Linked DNA regions of Hordeum vulgare: all the other regions are linked to region 3. A link is a contact called in public Hi-C data. All regions are on one chromosome and are shown on one strand. The core of a region is the stretch at or near the end of the contact, and the rest is flanking DNA. Distances in the headings are between cores, read along the strand shown.

Region 1 (2,700 bases), core at 39-2,538, 250 kb before region 3:
GGGCGTTTAATGGGAACATTATTGAAAAAAGGCCAGATGACGAATACGGAATACCTGCATTGAACAGGATCAAGTAACACATACGGAAATTGCTTGGGTTGCTAACATGGCCGCCTCTACGCCGTGCTAATCACAGTTATATATCTTCCTTTTCTTTTCAGTGCTACCACCGATTCATCCACCGACAGCAACGCAGGCGCGGCCAGGGTCAGGGTCAGTCACCATCTTGGTGGACCTTGGTTTATCCTGGATTGTAAGAGTCAGTTTCAGTCTAACTCCCCCTCTTGCATGACTGTCAGAAAATGTTGATTCAAAGCCTTTGCTACATTGATTGATTGCAACACAGTTTTCTCCACGCTATTAGCATGGGCTAGTGACTGTACATGATGTGACCGGCCTAATGGATATCAGTCTCAAAATACAGTAAGTGCATAAGAAAAAATGGTTCGTTAGCCCACACGTGGATCGACCGGTAAAATAATCGAAGTTTGCTATGAAAGGGATAGAGCAAAACACAGCAGACAGAGACTAAACTGATTGTCGTCTTACGTTTCACAGAAAAGATAGCTGAAAACTCATCTCGCCTTTTCTCAGCTCGCTTCCTTTTGTCCTGCACCTATGTATGTTGTTAAATGGATCGCCGACGGTTTACTCTGCGTTCTCTAATCTAAAAGTTGAAACGAACCCACGATTCAAATCGAAAGGCAGCAAACAGAAGCTCAACCTCTAGCGAGGGAAAACAAGGACAAGGAGAACGACGGCTGGTGGCGCCGAAGTACGTGCGTAAAATCTAGGAGCAACCATGCACGTACGGTAGTGAAAATAGAAGAGCAGAGAGTTGTGATTACCGTGGCCGCCGCACTGGTTATAAGCCCTGGAGGGGTGGTAGGCCATCTACTGAGGAAGCACCGGTGTCCGAACCCGGCATATATATACACGACGCACCGCGCTGACAGCCGTCGAGGAATAACAGCGGTGGCAAGAAGAACGGCGGCGATCACGATGTTTGCGGGGAGGATGCAGGGGAGGGGGGAGGAGGATCGAGAGGCAAGAGGAGCTGGAATGGACGGAGGAGGAGGAGGGAGGGGGAGAGGGGGGGCTTAAGTTCTTGGAGAATAAAGCTATGTGGTGGTGGAGTTGGCGGCGACAGAAAGGAAAGGATTGAGGGTGAAGCGAAGGGCGGCCGGCCGCCCACACCTCACGGACGGCATCTCGGCTTCCCGGCGTAAAAGCAACCAAGGGCGAGAGATTAGCGCGATCCCGGCCGTCGGCTTTAGGAAATTCTCTTCGCCGCTGGCTGGCTGGCGCCAGTTGATGGCGCATTAGCGGTGGGCGAACGCACGGCCCAGGCAGGGGGGGGGGGGGGCGAATAATTTGCTGGTCTCGTGCTGGGCGGAGGGGAAAGAGGAGGGAGGAGAGATTCGTTGTGTCAACGGGAATGTATGCCCCTCGTTGGCTTTTCGGTTTTGTTATGGTGTATGCATGTTTTTTTTTTCGTGGAGGATGATATGCTCCGGAGAGACGCGGGAACGGGGGAGAGAAGGAGGAGGACGATGCGGGAAGAGTACGCTTGCTTGGAATGAATTCTCGGGGGGAACCGAAAAGGGCCGCGCGCGCACCCCCGAAAGCTGCCGCTGGCTGGCGTCGCCGTACGTGCAAGTGCGGGGCCTTTTCGGCGGGCTGTGGCGCCTCGTTCCGGGCAGGAAACGATCTGAACGTTCTGCTGCCTCCTGGGTTGAACTTGGTGCTAGTAGTCCTGAGATTCTCCACCATTCATCACACAGTCAGACAACAGTATTAACATTCCTTATATTGCGGGAGGTGACTTTAACATCCGCAGAGCATCTCCAACAACGCGTTGCGTTAAAATTATTTTGTAGCGCCGAAATACCTTTTTTTAGCATGCAGCAACAGCCGCCGTAAAATGAGGCGTGCTGTTGCCGCTCCAGCAGGCTCAGCACACGCAAGAAGTCAGACGCGCGCGAGTAGCGAAACGCTATAAATATTTCAAACGTAAAATATTTTTGCATTCGAGCAACATAGCATAGTTCAATTACATGACATAGTTCAAAATTATCGAACAAAGATCATGACAAATATAAAGTTCACACACAAACAAATGATACATGGACAATCATGTCTCATCCTCTTCCTTCTCTGCTTCGTCCTCTTCTTCGTTTGAGGACGAAGACGATTCGTCGTTCTCGTTATGAGCCATGCGTCCATCCATGAGATCATCTCCAACGATATTATGCGAAGCTATGTACGACATACCGAAAGCCATGCTGTCACGATCTGTATTTCTTTGTCACATTATGTTTTTATAAAATTTAGAGTCATTTAAAACTTTTTTGCATGTTTGTGATGTTTGATCTAGTTATTACTTGCTTGTGTGGTTGATTGTGTTTTTAATCACTAAAATTATTCTCCTCTCAAGAACTCATCTCCTTGACCCCAAATCTTTGCCCAATGATCATGTCATGTGTATAGGACCAGAAAATATTTTTATAAATTATTATTTTAACTAAAAGGCATTTATTTATTTTAAGCTTTCAAAAACCTTTGAGTTGAGATTTGTACTACAAGTCCTCAATTTAGGAGTGCTTTACCCCAAAGGTTTTATTTGGATCCTATTATCAAAAATACTTGACGAAACCATAAAATAATTATTTTAAAGGTTATTTTACTATTTTATTTAAA
Region 2 (2,700 bases), core at 58-2,557, 180 kb after region 3:
CATAATTCAATGGTTTGATAAAATTATCAAGCAACTATATTGAGAGATAGCATTTCTTTTGTGAGACTCTTGATCAGGAAATACACAGAGAAATGTAAACCAACAGTTGACAGCGATAACTGACCTGTGGTTTAAGATCCCGATGAACCACATTACTTTCACGAAGTTTCTGCAGACCACATGCTGCAGAAACAAAAGATTTATGAACAAGGCACATGACATGAATCAAGCATGGGAAGGAACGGTAGATGGCGGAAGATACTTGCCTAGCTGCCGAATGAAATGCTTAGCAACAGTTTCAGGAACCCTTTTATGCCGTAGAAGATATGCGTACAAGTCACCACCTCGACAATACTCCAATATGAGATATATCCTCCCACCATCCTAAAAGACATACACACGACATATATCACTTCATTGTCAATAAGGAAAAACAGTTATTCTTCTGGAATCTACTACTGAGGATAAAAATTAAATTTTGCTCAATTCTTCAATTTTTTCCCTGAATCTATGTGGATAGGACTAGGAGGAGGGTGGAGACATCAAGTTCCAACGTATCCTTTGCTTGGGTTGTCTACCAAGCGAGCATTCCAAACCAAATCGAACTAGAGATCGCCATCAGCGGGTCCCAATTCTAGCATATATCAGGCTAATAATGCACAGCAGACATCGGCATAAACAAGTAAACAAAAGTAACAGATCGAAAGCAATTGCGCAAGAGAGAGAGAGAGAGAGAGAGAGGTACCCTACCCTAATGGAGTCGTGGAGCGCGATGATGTTGGGGTGCGTGATGCGGCGAAGGATGTCGACCTCGGAGAGGAGGCTGTCGCGGAGCTTGGCGCTGAGGCGGTCCATGGCGATCTCCTTGACGGCCACCTCGGTGCCCCGCGCGACGTGCTTCCCGAGCCAGACCTGCGAGTAGGCTCCCGACCCGATCGGGCGCAGCAGCACGTACTCCCCCACCCGCCGCCCGCCCCCGCCCCCGCCGCCGCGGTCCTCCATCCCCCGCCTGCTCGGGGGCTCTAGGGCGCCGTCGCGATTTACCCGCCCGGCGCTGGGGGAGGAGAGGAGGGACTCGAGATTCCGGCGCTGGGGGAGAAGGGAAGCAACCGTGTAGGCGTTGGTGTTGCTGCGGAACAACAACGTGAAGACGGAGCAGAGAAGAGGAAAAAGAAAATGAGAAGGACTTGTTCACTCGGCGGCGTGCGTGGTTTCGATGGTTATCCCTATCCGCTGCCCTCGCCAGATTCCCCAGTCTTTTGCAAGATTCTCCCTCCCTCCCCTCTCCCTCTCCCTGCTGCCGGAATATCATATATCCGCTTCTGCGTCATCAATCATGTATTCATGCTGCTATACTATTTTGTTTATTTTCTCTATATATAAAAAAAGTAAACCCTCTATTTCGAATTATTAGATGTTTTATTACTGTATAAAAATATAATCAGATGTGTGTAGACGCGTTTTAGTGCGTGTGTTTGTCTTGACTATGAATTTGGTCGGAATCGTCGTGTGAGGTGGACGGAGATATGTGTATAGGACGGATGATGCGTCGAGCGGGGGTCAATTGCTACCAGAAGGAAACACGACGCCTCACGTCATCGCTTGCTGGTTGGTGCTCGCTCCCGCTGCTGCTGCTCGGCAGTCGGCACGTAGGCCACCCGACCAAAAGCACACTCCAGGTTTTAACAAGTGGCACACAAGAACGAAGCAATATGCCAATATATACATACAAGACTTTTTCAGATGGGCGAAGAGCGGCAGCACATGGAATTGTTGCGGAACACAAGCGGGCTTTACACGGCAGTACTTGTCACGCATGTTACAGAGCATACATGCCACATGAGGAAGTGACTTCAACTTTGCAAATTTACAGGAGCACTCCTCACCTGCTGTTAGACTTCACAATCGCCAGACACGGATATGATGCATTAGAGGAACCTGATGGACGCCACCAAGGAAAACTGCAGTTTCATCACACCGGAAAAGCAAAGCAAGGGCCTGTCAAAAGTCAAACGGCAATCCTTTTCAGAGCACAGATGTCTCCGTTTCAGAGTTAGTTCCCTGAGCCCCCCAACTGAACTGCAATTAGTTGTAAACTCGTATGATCGACGGCAACGGCATGGAGGTGGAAAGGCTATAGCCCCTGGGGTCTCCACCCGAGCTCCTTGCACTGCTGTTCATCGGGCTGCAGGCTGTTCGGTATCGCGCCAAACACGCAGCGGGCGGCTTCAAACCCGGAGATGGTGTTGTGAAAGAATGCCGACGCCTCTTCCATGTTCTTCTTCAGCTCATCCGGGTTGATGTACATGAAACGCTGCGACGAGGAAGGGTGCTGCTTGGCGGGCGTGGCTGGTGCGATATCCGCAACCCTGACAAACCTCTCTGTCGCCGCCTCCCAGGAAAGCTCATGCCTCAGTTCCTCTGTCAGTGGGATCGGCTCTTCTGTCAGTGCTTTCATGGTTAGCCTCACAAACTCTTTCTCCATGCTGTACATGTGGCAGTTGGGAAATCTTTTGAAAAACTCGTTCGAAGGATGGTTTGCGCAGATCACAATCTTCCCCATCGCCAAGGCTTCTGCAGTTGTGGTGCACACTACATCTGTTGTGCTTGGGTTTATGAAAACCTTGTAGCTGAAACAAACAATAGAATATAACTCAGCTGGATTAGAAATAAATTGATGACATAAAGCACTTGTCATGA
Region 3 (2,700 bases), core at 156-2,655:
TCCCACTGCATATCCACTGTAAGAGTTGCTCATTACTTGCTGCTGCAGGGTATTGAGCTGCGCTCTCAAGGATGCAGAGTCTTCTTCTGCCTGTTGAGTTGCAACATGAGCATGGTGACTATAATGCTAAGAAGGTACAAACTTTAGACATACCCTGTACTGTTCCTCTTCTGCCTCTCTCAACCGCTTCTTCATGCTCCTGAGTTGCGCTAGAGCATCCTCCTACTTATCATACGGGGCAGAAATGATGAGGCATGCATGCACAGTTAGCAGAATATTGCATAAATATTCCTACAAAACAAGTATTCAACACCTTAGCGATAACTGCAGCGTCTTTCTCCAGTGAGATGTCATTTAGAGACTTCTTCAACGAGGGCACTACATTTTTCTCCTGCAGGCCACAAATCAGGCAACAAATGGCTTAGATGCATGTAAGCTCGGATGCATTAAGATGCGCTACCAGTACTGGCTAGCAATAATACAAGATGCAACTTACGAGGTCATTTAATCGGCTAACCAGGGAATCCTTTTCAACTTCCTTCTCAGCAAACTGGGGACGCATGCTGTGTCTGTTAGGACTTGCTATTCCTCAAATAAATAAGCAATATATCAAATCACAGACAAAGATACCTTGGACATCAGCATTTGGTTTTCCCTCTCCAATTCCAAGTTCCCATTCTCAAGTTGTTGAACTCGAGCAAGGAGCTACCATTCAGACGGAAAAGAAAGCCTTAGTTACGTGTACAAACAACAGGGTTGCTACACATTTGCAGCAAAAAAAAAACTGTTTTTTCAATGCCCCGATGCAGTCAAATGGCGTAGCAAACATGTCCCAGCTCTTGGATACAAGGGAGGAAACTGAAAAGACTAACCTCTGCCGCGGCTCTTTGGTTCCCTGCAGATCATCGGCGGTGTTTCAAAGGGCAGAGTTAGCACCGAAGCGAAGCGGATTAAGCAAAGATCGCAAAGGAATTGTTCAGATAGAGAGAGGAGGATGGACCAACCGTGAGGGTCGCCGTGGGACGCGGTCGCGGCGGGCGTTTGCTGCTGCTGCATCCTCTCGGCCGCCCTCTTCTGCCGGATCTCCTCCAGCTGCCACACACGCAACAGAGATCGGAGCCTCGGACATCAGAAGCTGACGGGCGAAGCGAGGCGCGGATCTGAGCCGCCTCCCGCCTCCAGAAAAGGAAAGAAAGTTAAAAGCGGGGTGTGGAGGGAGGCGTACGGTGCGGCGGCCCCTGGAGGCGTGGTGAGACTCCATCGCGGCGAGCAATGGATCGGCCGGGGCGGGAGCTCGGGAGGATTCGGGGGATTTCGGAACGGAGGAACCCGGAGCTCCTCCGGTTCTGCAATTGCCGCGGTTGGAGAGGTGGGGGAAACGGGAGACACGACAACGATGCTTGTGTCGTGGGCTGGTCCGCGATGGGCTTATCAAGAGCCCCCGCGCTTATTTAGGTAGCCTCTTGCTTTGATGGGCTAAGATTGAAGCTGCCTCGTGTGGTGGCAAACAACGACACATCCGCTCAGGAAAAATGACGACCCATCCGCACATGAACAAGTGGAACTTGGACTGTTTCTCAAAAAATAAAAAAAGGAACTTGGACTGCTTCTCATAAAAAACGTGGAACTTGGACCCATCATCTTAAAAGAAAAAAAATGTGGGGACTTGGACTCACGAATAAAGAAAAGAAAAAATTCCAATTTTGATCAAATTTATGAAACCGCGAATATTTTTTGAATTGTGAATAAATATTGAAACTGCAAACATTTTTCGAATTGTGAACAAATTTTGAAATATGAAAAAAACTAAAATTCGTGAACAAAATTATAAATTATGACCATTTTTTAAATTGTGAACAAATTTCGAAACCATAAAAAAAATTAAACATGACCATTTTAAAAAAAAACAGAGAACAAATTTGAAAGCGTGAACAAATTTTTAAAGCACAAAAAAATGAATTTTCAGAAGAAATTTTGAAACCGAGAACAATTTTGAAAAATCGTGAACAAATTTGAAAGCGCGAATAATTTTTTAACGCATGAACGTATTTTTAATCTCGAGAACAAAATTTTGAAAAGAAGAACAATTTTAAAAAACGCCGAACAAATTTTCAAGCATGAACATTTTTTGAATCTTGAGAACAAATTTTGAAACCGAGGAAAATTTTGTAAAATCCTGAAGAAATTTGGAACCACAAACAATTTTTTTAAGCACGAATATTTTTTGAATCTTGAGAAGAAAATTGACACCCAGAACAATTTTGAAAAATCCTGAACAAATTTGGAAGCACAAACAATTTTTTGAAACACGAACATTTTTTGAATCTTGAGAACAAAAGATGAAACAGAGAAAAAATTTGAAAAAAATCGAACAACTTTGGAAACACAAAAACAATTAAAGCACGATCATTTTTTGAATTTTGAGAACAAATTTTGAATCCAAGAACAATTTTGAAAAATTGTGAAGAAATTTTGAAGCACGAACATTTTTTCAATCTTGAGAATAAAAATTTGAAATAGAGAACAATTTTGAAAATCCCGAACTAATTTGGAAGCGCGAACGATTTTGAATGTTTTTTAAAGCAAAGAGAAAAATTGAAAGCCAGAACAAATTATTAAAGCACGAACATTTTTTAATCTTGAGAACAAATTTTGAAGCGTGAACAATTTTCTAAAATAAGATCATTTTTAAAAACATTT

The links. A called contact is a pair of places that touch in the nucleus more often than the background predicts.
Region 1: a Hi-C map of seedling shows a contact between it and region 3, with 4 times the contacts expected there. The contact joins the promoter of LOC123449052 here to the promoter of LOC123449050 in region 3. A contact is called at or near these places in 2 of 6 Hi-C or Micro-C datasets (leaf and seedling).
Region 2: a Hi-C map of seedling shows a contact between it and region 3, with 3 times the contacts expected there. The contact joins the promoter of LOC123449047 here to the promoter of LOC123449050 in region 3. A contact is called at or near these places in 2 of 6 Hi-C or Micro-C datasets (leaf and seedling).

What each region holds. Positions count from the first base shown.
Region 1 is chr4H:482,678,448-482,681,147 of MorexV3_pseudomolecules_assembly, reverse strand. It overlaps LOC123449052 (protein DA1-related 2-like), which reads right to left and starts at 1,288. Exons shown (of 14, transcript XM_045126130.1): 1 at 849-1,288. The coding sequence starts at 894.
Region 2 is chr4H:482,249,661-482,252,360 of MorexV3_pseudomolecules_assembly, reverse strand. It overlaps LOC123449047 (serine/threonine-protein kinase ATG1c-like), which reads right to left and starts at 1,307. Exons shown (of 13, transcript XM_045126117.1): 1 at 751-1,307; 2 at 267-384; 3 at 125-183. The coding sequence starts at 1,002. LOC123449044 (digalactosyldiacylglycerol synthase 2, chloroplastic-like) reads right to left here. Exons shown (of 5, transcript XM_045126114.1): 5 at 1,705-2,630. The coding sequence ends at 2,135.
Region 3 is chr4H:482,426,426-482,429,125 of MorexV3_pseudomolecules_assembly, reverse strand. LOC123449050 (flagellar attachment zone protein 1) reads right to left here and starts at 1,405. Exons shown (of 15, transcript XM_045126126.1): 1 at 1,226-1,405; 2 at 1,005-1,092; 3 at 873-895; 4 at 631-705; 5 at 497-550; 6 at 314-391; 7 at 154-222; 8 at 1-90. The coding sequence starts at 1,261.